Linked DNA regions of Pan troglodytes: region 1 is linked to region 2. The links are chromatin contacts, called in public Hi-C maps. All regions are on one chromosome and are shown on one strand. Each heading gives the region's core, a stretch centred on a gene start, on an enhancer-like site or on the middle of the called end of the contact. The rest is flanking DNA. Distances are from core to core; before and after follow the strand shown.

Region 1 (4,586 bases), core at 915-3,414, 130 kb after region 2:
TATTCACGTAACTCAGGATCAACAGTAACTTCATCTAATGTACCATCAGAGCAGTCGCAAATTGAATGAAAGTGATGGCCACCACAAAATCCTTTTTCTCCTGAACTCTCCATAAAGTCTCCTTTCTTTGCACATCTTTGTGCTAAAATAATTAGCTACTTGTAAAGACAGTACACATAGCAACACTACACATTCACATATTTTTCCCACATCTGTTGTCTTATTTAAGCGCAACTTATTTGGAATCAGAATTGAATTCAAATTTGGACTATGGCAGTAAGTAACTGTGACCTCGAGGAAGTCACTTAAGCTCTCTGGGTCTCAGTTTTCTCTCTTGTACAATGAGATTAATAATAAAAATTATGGCTGAGCAAGTGGCTATGCCTGTAATCCTAGTACTTTGGGAGGCCGAGGAAGGTGGATTGCTTGAACTCAGGAGTTTGAGGCCAGCCTGGGCAACATGGTGAAACCCCATCTCTGCCAAAATACAAAAATTAGCTGAGTGTGGTAATGCACGCTTGTGGTCCCAGCTACTTGGGAGGCTGAGGTGGAAGGATCACCTGAGCGGGGGAAGTTGAAACTGTAGTGAGCTGTGATCATGCTTCTGCACTCCGGCCTGGGTGACAGAGCTTGACTCTATCTTGGGGGGGAAAAAATTACCTCACTGGATAGTACAGATTAAATAAGATAATATTTGCAAATTTCCTTGCACAGAGTATGCATTCAATAAATGGTAGATTAATCTCCAATAACTGTCCCAAGCTTTGTAAGTCTGCCAGATGGCTTTAATTATCCCTGCCTGGATAGATGAGTTTAAGTGACTTATCCAGGGTTAAACAATTCATTAATGGCAGCACTAGTGCTTCTGATTCCAGGGACCCACCCCAGCCCATCACCCCCAGTCAACTTTATAGACTTTTATAGAATGAGATGCTGTGTCCAGCACAAGAAGAGAATTCTCCTTGGTGAAGGTAAGAGCCACAGGATGCGAAAGACCATGAGTGACCATGGGCTTCGGTACTGGAAACTCCTCAGGTTTTCCTAAGCAAAGGATAGCTGGACCAGATGTATCTGCAACAATCACATTTCCCTGGTGATCAAAGGTCACAGCGGAGGCAGTTATTTTGGAGGGAAAGTAGAGGCTCAGCCCAAAGGTATCCACTTGGCCGACAAGCTGCATACTTGAGCTAAACACTTTCACCCTGGTGCTGCAAACCCCAGTCCCCAGGGCCAGGGGGTGCTCCAGGACCGCAATGGCCCCGGTGAGCCAAGACACTGCCACCCCTCGGGGATTGCACAGATGAGCTTGCAACCTTTCAGTTCTCCGAAGGACCCCTTCCGCGAAGTCGACGTCCAGGAGGTGCAGGGACCCTGCCTCCGCATCAGTTACCACAATCCCATTCTGAGGGGTGGTCTCCACACCCCAAGGTAAGGAGAATTGGCCTCCAATGACAAGCTTGATCTGGCCAAAAAAATCAAACACTTTGATGGAGCGATCGCCGGCGTCAGTGACAACCACATGGCAGTCGTTGGTGATGGTGACATCCACAGGGTACCTAATGTCTTGGGCAGCGTCCCCCTTCTCTCCAAACTGATGCGCGCATCCTCCCCCTGAGTCAAAAATCTTCACACGCCTCCTGCCGTCGTGCACCACCACGACACGCCCCGTCTTGGGACAAAGCGCCAGTCCGGTGGGGTTGACCAGGGTCCCCCAGCCGCCGAAGGTGTGGTGGCAGGTGAGGGCTCCGGGGGCGCTGGGGGCGGCGCGGTGGGCGGCCGGGGACTGGCGAAGCGCCGAGCCCAGGAGCTCTATGAGGTGCAGCACCGGCAGGCAGTCGCTGGTGTCGCAGCCCCGGCAAGCTCGCCTGCAGAATGGGCACTCGAGGGCCAGAGTGCGCGGGTGCGCCAGGGCGGCCACGCAGGCCAGGCAGACCACGTGGCCACAGGACAGGTTGCGCGGGCGCCGCTGCTGCCGGTGGCCAAACTTCTCAAAGCACACCTTGCACTCGAGCAGGCTGATCTCCGCCTCGCGCATGAGCTCATGCAGCGCTGGTCCGCTCTCCGAGGCTTCGGCCGCCATGGCGGGTCCTGTGCACTCCCGCCGCGCCGCCTGGCCGTGCCCCAGCGACGCTCTCGGTCACGGTCACAGTCATGGTCACGGGGTGGGACGTGCGCCCTGACGTCGAGCGCCGCGGGCCTCTGCACTGCGATCTGCTGCCCCTTGGTGGGCACACGCGGCACTGTTTCCTGAGGGCCTGGTCGTGGACGTTTGCAAGACAAATCCACATGCGCGTTGTGTAGACCTGTAATCGTCACAGCAGTCATGGATGGACTGTGTACACTTTCAGATGAGGAAACACACCTATTTGAGGACAACAGGATTGCTCCCTGTTACCCAGCCTGTAAGCGGCAAAACAAGAACTAGAACCCAGTCTTCCAGCCCGGGTGCCTAGCACTGTCTCCAATCCGCAGCGCCGGGTGCTACGGCTGTCCGGGCATAAAACATGGTCCCTTAGCTCATGATGCTTATGATCTGAACCGGAAAACACGAACGAACACACGAGAGAAGATAAACTCCAAGGGAGGTGAGGCAGATGTGTGTATTTCTTTTGTGTCTTCTATCATACTCATAGTTAAGTCAATGTTAGATGAACACATACTTGTAAAATGAATTTGTGCATGAATGAATGTTATAGAACAACAACAAAAAAATCAACGAGGTGAATGAGTGTCAGATGGGGGAACCATGTTGGAAGTGTCTTGCAGAGTAATTAATATGAAATAAGAAAGCTGTTAGTTAATAATAATTACCATAGAACTTCATTTTTTTGTTTTCTAAGACAAAGTCTCACTCTGTCACCCAGGCTGGAGTGCAGGGGCACGATCACAGCTCACTGCAGCCTCCATCTCCCAGGCTCAAGCAATCCTCCCACTTCAGTAGCTGGGACTACAGGCATGCACCATCACACTAGGCTAATTTTTTAATTTTTTTGTAGAGAGGAGGTCTCACTATGTTGCCTCGGCTGGTCTTGAACTTGTGAAAATTGTTCACATTCCTCCCCACCCCTTGGCCTCCCAAAGTGCTGGTGGTGTGAGCCACTGTGCCCAGCCTATAGAATTCACATACGCCTGCCCCGTTGTGTTAGGTTGGTGAAAAGGATTCGCAGTGTTTGCCATCACTTTTAATGGCAAAACCATGATGCTTTTGCAGCAAATTAATAAATAATCTACATAGATTATCTTGTTTAAACCTCATAGCAATCCTACAAAAATATGTTATTTTTATTGTCTTTTTTTCTGATAGAATTCATAGAAATCAAATATCTTGCCCAGGGTCACATGGCTAGGAAGTGGCTGGCCTGGAATTTGAAGCCAGGCAGTTTGACTTCAGAGTTACCTATTTTAGTCATTTTCAAACTTCTTTGCACATGGTAAACACCTGGGTCGCACCCGAAAAGTTTAATTGGCCCATGGTGTGGTCTGGACAGCTGGGATTTATAAAAGCTCCCCAGGTGATTATAAGGTACAGCCAAGTTTGAGAAACACTGCATTATAATAATTCCTTCAAATGACACTAAGTTCAGTTTTTGCAATCTCAGTTAAGACCAAAAACAAAGAGAATTTGCCATATGTTGGAAAATCTTCAAACAAGGGATAGCATAATCTGTGTGAAGAATCCATTGTGGTATTATAATCTCTCATTTTTCTTTTTCTTTCTTTTTTTTTTTCTTTTTTAGACAGAGTCTTGCTCTGTCACCAGGCTGGAGTGCAGTGGCGCGATCTCGGCTCACTGCAGCCTCCACCTCCTGGGTTCAGGCGGTTCTCCCACCTCAGCCTCCTGAGTAGCTGGGATTACAGGCACCCGTGACCATGCCTGGCTAAGTTTTGTATTTTTAGTAGAGATGAGGTTTCACCATGTTGGCCAGGCTGGTCTCAAACTTCTGACCTTTCGCGTCAGCCTCCCAAAGTGCTAGGATTACAGGCATGAGCCACCGTGCCAGGCCCTAATCTCTTATTTTTAAGGGGTTCTCCCTCAAATGTCTTATGTGAACATTGTGCTTAACAAAACCTTTTATTAGAGAATTTCTTTTCCTTTAGAGATAATAATCATGAACATTCACCTTCTGATTTGCTAGATTTCTGAGAAAACACAATATTTTATCCCCTGTTGAGGCCCCTGGAAAGAGCTTTAATGTAAGACAAGAAAGAACATTTTCTAATCAAATGTCATTTGACTCAAAGATTGTGTACTGGGACACAATAACCAACTTAATAATTTATGACTACATTTCCATCCCAAATAAACAACCAACTAAAATCACATTATTTATGCAATCACATCATTGCATAATTGATTAATAACAAATATGTCTTGAATCTCACTCTGACATTTGGCATTTCCTATGACTGTCATTTCCTCCTCCATGGCTGGGCCTCCATGGATTTACCCTGTGCTTCCCTCCGATATTCCTTCTATAGAGGGTCCTGGACTAGCATGCCCATCTTTTCCTGCTTCCACCTAGAACAAGCCCTGAGAGTTGTGAGGGCAAAGGGCTTGAAGAGCAGAACGTCTAGTTTCCAAAGTG
Region 2 (4,606 bases), core at 1,288-3,787:
GTCTGTAAATGAAATGACCGGTACTCAAGACAGAATCCCACAGAAAGCTCATCTGCTATTCAAAGAATTAGATCTGTCAGAAGGACAAAACACGAGAGTACCCATATTTCAATGCTATTTTTATAACTCCAGATAAGGGACTATCGTAAGTAAGCAGATGAATAGATCCCAAAATCACCCTTCAAATCTTTACCTAAAAGATCCTGATTAGTAACTAACGTGGTTCGGCCCGAAAAATGATCAACTGATTACTTAGCATTTGGAACCAACTGTCTACAGTTATAGATTGTACCAAATCCCACAAAATCAAATCTGTTTCTCTTCACAAACGACAACACTTTATGTCATTAAACAGTAGCTAACAGTCGCACTGCTTATAGTTAAAGAGTGACAAAGAGCAGGTGCCAAGCCAGCAAGGAAAACAAGTAGCGGCGGCTACACAACAGGAGCTAAAAAGTATTCTACCTGTTCCCCCAGACTGCTTTCAAGAATCTGACCCAACAGAATTTTTTCCCGAAACAATATGCAGTTTGCGGGGGGGTGGGGGGAGGGGACATTCGTTGGTGATATGGGCATCTAATTTAATCCGTAAATATTTAATGTACTCAATGAGTTTACTTACTATCACCATGAAATATACTATACTATCTACACTGCTATAAATGCATCTAAAAATACATCCATTACTAGACAACATTCAGTACAATGTACAATAAACACTACATTCAGTGTTAAACACAACATTTTAAATATAGCTTAGCTATTTAATATCACCACCAGAATCTGCTAAAGGTAGCAGAATGTTTGCAAACTGGATAAAAACTGCTATGCTCAACACGAAAAGCAAAGAATCCCCAATCTTATCGCCTCATGATTTCTTTCCCCAAATTTGGCAAAACTGAGCTTGAACACCACACATTATAGAATGGAGGCATTGCTTCTCTAAGCAATAATGTCACAAACCCTGCTTCAGAGTCTCTCTTCAGTGAAAATCTCTGAAGAAGGAAATTCACTAAATTGTATTCCATCGATCAACAGGTGATTCGTGGAAACACAAACTCATATTCATTTCCAATGAAAATTAATATTGTAAACTCTCCCGTTTTTTCACATGTATATATTTACTAGCTACTGCGTTATTATATTGAATGAATTCCAACCGATTTCTTCTCAGAGGCTTACTAGAAAAATGCCAAATATTCAAATTATTTTGGAGCATTATCCCATACTGCTGCATGGAACAGAACGGAATTAATAAGGATCCAACAGTTACCACTTTTCAAATGCAAATATGTTGCCATCTAGTAAATACAGCCCCTTTTTAAACATCCCTCAGTGTCTATACAGTTCAGGGCCCTACTTTTGTTTCTTTGAAAATCAAAATTCGCGCATTACATTGAGGCATTATCTCAACTCAGCAACAACAACTAAAATAGATATTAACTAGTCCAGCCTGAGTCTACATCGTACAAGACTTTTGCTTTATTTTTTCCTCCCATTTTAGACACACTGTCCCTAAACAATTCTGCCAAAGGAAACAAACCCTGCAGTGATGAAAAGAATCACGAACACTGGGCTCCACGAACAATGAGGTCGTGGGCTGGTCACCTGCCCGCCTCGGGCCTCAGTTTTCCTGTCTGTAAAATGTGGCCGCTGGATGAATCACCTATGGGGTCCCATCCGGCCCTCTCCCTCCCGGGTGCCTCGCAGCCCGCCCGGGCTCAGCTGACTGGTGCTGTGGCCAGGGTGCCCTGCCTGCCGCCGCTCTAGATGGAGGGGAAGGGGGGCGAGGGAGGAGAGGAACTTGGACTTGCAACAGCTTCAAACAGGAGCGGGCGACAAACTTAAAGCCGTCCTCCTAACAATAGGAAAGAGCACTCCCATTTTCCTGGCTCAAACTTGCAGGACCCCGCGAGGCTGGATCCTCCCAGCCGCCCTCTCGGAACCCGCTTTACCTTTCTCCCTGTTTGGTGTTAGAAGGAGGAGGGTGCAGGACCGTTTGATTCCCTTCCATCTCCACCACGCACTTGGTGTTCAGTTCCAGTTCTGAAAGCAGAGAGAAAGGGACGTTGCAAAGTCCAGCATCCGCGCCTCCAGCCCGCCCGCCCGCCAGCCGCGCCGAGCGGGGCTCCGTCCCTGGAGGCGGCCGAGCCTGGAGACGGCGCCCCGGGCACCACGGCCAGCGCGGACGCCGCCTCCGCCCCGTCCCCCCGGCCCCGGCCGCGCTCTCGCCGTCCCGGCCCCGCAGTTTCTAAAGTTGCCCCCGCCCTCAGCCCGAGCAGAAATAAAAAAGAGCGGAAAGCTCCTCACCTCGTCGGTTCATGGGCCGGACCCGAACGGCAACTTTTACCTTGGTATCCGACATGTTGGCTGCGTTCGCCCGGCCGCTCGCCGCGCCCGCTCGGCCTTAGGCGGCCCCTCACGCGCGGCGCCGCCGCCGCTGCAGCCGCGCGCCCCTCGAGCGCGGCCGCCGCCGCTCCGCCGTGAGCTCCGAGAGGCAGCGCCGAGGCGCGCGGGCCATCCCGGGGGAGCGCGACGCGGGGCACGGCCGCGGCCCGGGGAGGGGCGGGCGCGCGGGGCGGGGCGCGGCGGCGGCGGCGGCGGCGGCGGGCGGGGAGGAGGCCTCGCCGGCGGGCCCAGGCGCAGTTCTAGCCGCGCCGCCCCAGCCGAGACCGCAGCGCCGCGGCCCCTCGCGGCTGCCCGGGGCCCCGCGCCGCCATGTTCCACGCCCGTCACCCGCCGGGGCTCGGGAGAGGCCGGACACGGCCACGCGCGGCGCCCCCTGGAGCGGCGGGACGGCAGTGAGAGGAGCGGCGAGCAGCGCGGCGCTTAGGGGAGGCTGGAGTCCGGGGCGGGACGCATTGTTTCCCCAGGGGACCTCCCAGGCCAAGCCTGCACCGGCGCCCGCGGGGCCCCCCCCCGGACACCGCCGTGAGCTCGAGCCGCCTTCTGGGGCCGCTGCCACCCGGAGCCCCGGGACGGCAGCAAGGACCACGGCTCGCCGCGCTGGGTGCGCAGGCCTTCCCCTCCGAGTCCCGGCACGCCGCCCCCTCTGTCCCACACGGAGCCTGCAGCGGTATTTTAAGATCTCTGTGGTGAACCGAGACTAGAAATGAATCTGTGAATCCACCACCGAAACAGTGTATGTTTGTAAATAGTGCTCTCCCTTCCTTTCCCGGCCTCTCTTGTCTCGGGAGGGATGTCAAGTGGGCTGGGAGGGCCATTAACTCTTACATAAGAATTTAATAGCAATGGATTCTGTCATCCTGCCAAATGCAGACCTCCCTGCCAGGGCGGAACTGGGCGAATCCGATTTATTCTGTTTGGTTCAACAAGTGCTTAAGGGGCGCTCACCGAGTGCCAGGCATTTTGAAGCGTACAGAAGTCAAAAATCCAGAGTTTAGATCCAGGAATCTTTCGATTTTGCTTAAATCTAGAAATCCACTTATTGGAAGATGCATTGAGGTTTTACTGTGTGCAGGGTGCTGTTGAGGACACACAGAAACATGAATAGCATGATGCAGAGGCACACGCTAAGGTGGAAGAGAGGGCGTGGAGACTTATTATGCTAGACAGTGTACGGCAGGTGCTAGGAGAGGGGTCCGTCCGCCTCCAACCGAGGTGATGCTACGCTTGACCCTCGAACAACACGGGTTTGAACTGCACGAGTCCACTTACACGTGGCTTTTTTTCAACCAAAGTCTGATTGAAAATACAGTATTCGTGCTCTGGCACAGTGCCTTACGCCTGTAATCCCAACACTTTGGGAGGCCGAGGCGGGAGGATCACTTGAGGCCAGGAGTTCGAGACCAGCCTGGGCAATGTAAAGAAACCCCATCTTGCCAAACATAAAAATTTAAAAAATAGCCGGGCATGGTGGCAGGTGCCTGTAGTCTTAGTTACTGGAGAGGCTGAGGTGGGAGGATCACTTGAGCCTGGAAGGTTGAGGCTGCAGTGAGCCATGTTCGCACCACTGCACTCCAGCCTAGGCAACAAAGCAAGACCCTGTCTCAAAAAAAAAAAAAGGGAGAAAAAAGAAAAGACAGTATTTGGCAGGTTCAAAACTGAGAGATCCAACTTTTCCTATTTGTGGGTTCTGCAGAGCTGACTGTGGGACTTGAGTATGCATGGTTTTGGATGTTCCTGGAACCAGTCCCCTGTGTACACTGAAGGACAAATACTTCAGCCCCACCTTATTGTAGAGCCAGCTATCTCAGTCCACCTCTGAAGGGCCTGTTGCATCTTTCCTCCTCTCCATTCCTGCTGCTGCAATCTCACTTTACCTGTCCATTCACTTGTTCAACACATGTGTTCTGAGCGCCCTACTATGTTACAAACACTGTTGTAGGCTTTAGGCTACAGGCTCTCAGCTGCTGCTCAGAAAGAGGTGAAATTTCCAGCCCTCTGAGGCTAAGAATCTAGGTCTGTGCTTACCTCTTCACTTTTGGGCTGCTGAGACATCCTGTTAACCCTCCTAGCTTTGCCTCCTCTAATCACTCCTAAATCCAGCTTCCAGACTGATTTTTCACAAAATTAAAATTTTATCCTTTAATCGTGCATGGTATTCTATTGTTCAAAAAACTCTCAGGCCGGGCACGGTGGCTCA

Evidence for each region. Hi-C and Micro-C count contacts between places; a contact is called where the count stands out from the background.
Region 1: a contact with region 2 is called in a Hi-C map of stem cell-derived neural progenitor cells, with 3 times the contacts expected there. The contact joins the promoter of NHLRC1 here to the promoter of KIF13A in region 2. A contact is called at or near these places in 2 of 7 Hi-C or Micro-C datasets (blood and stem cell-derived neural progenitor cells) and 1 of 1 datasets of contacts at active chromatin or transcription factors (stem cell-derived excitatory neurons).

Annotation. Positions count from the first base shown.
Region 1 is chr5:24,077,095-24,081,680 of NHGRI_mPanTro3-v2.0_pri, forward strand. It overlaps NHLRC1 (NHL repeat containing E3 ubiquitin protein ligase 1), which reads right to left and starts at 2,165. Exons shown (of 1, transcript XM_001170828.7): 1 at 1-2,165. The coding sequence starts at 2,080. The coding sequence ends at 893.
Region 2 is chr5:23,943,081-23,947,686 of NHGRI_mPanTro3-v2.0_pri, forward strand. KIF13A (kinesin family member 13A) reads right to left here and starts at 2,538. Exons shown (of 39, transcript XM_054685623.1): 1 at 2,311-2,538; 2 at 1,956-2,046. The coding sequence starts at 2,365.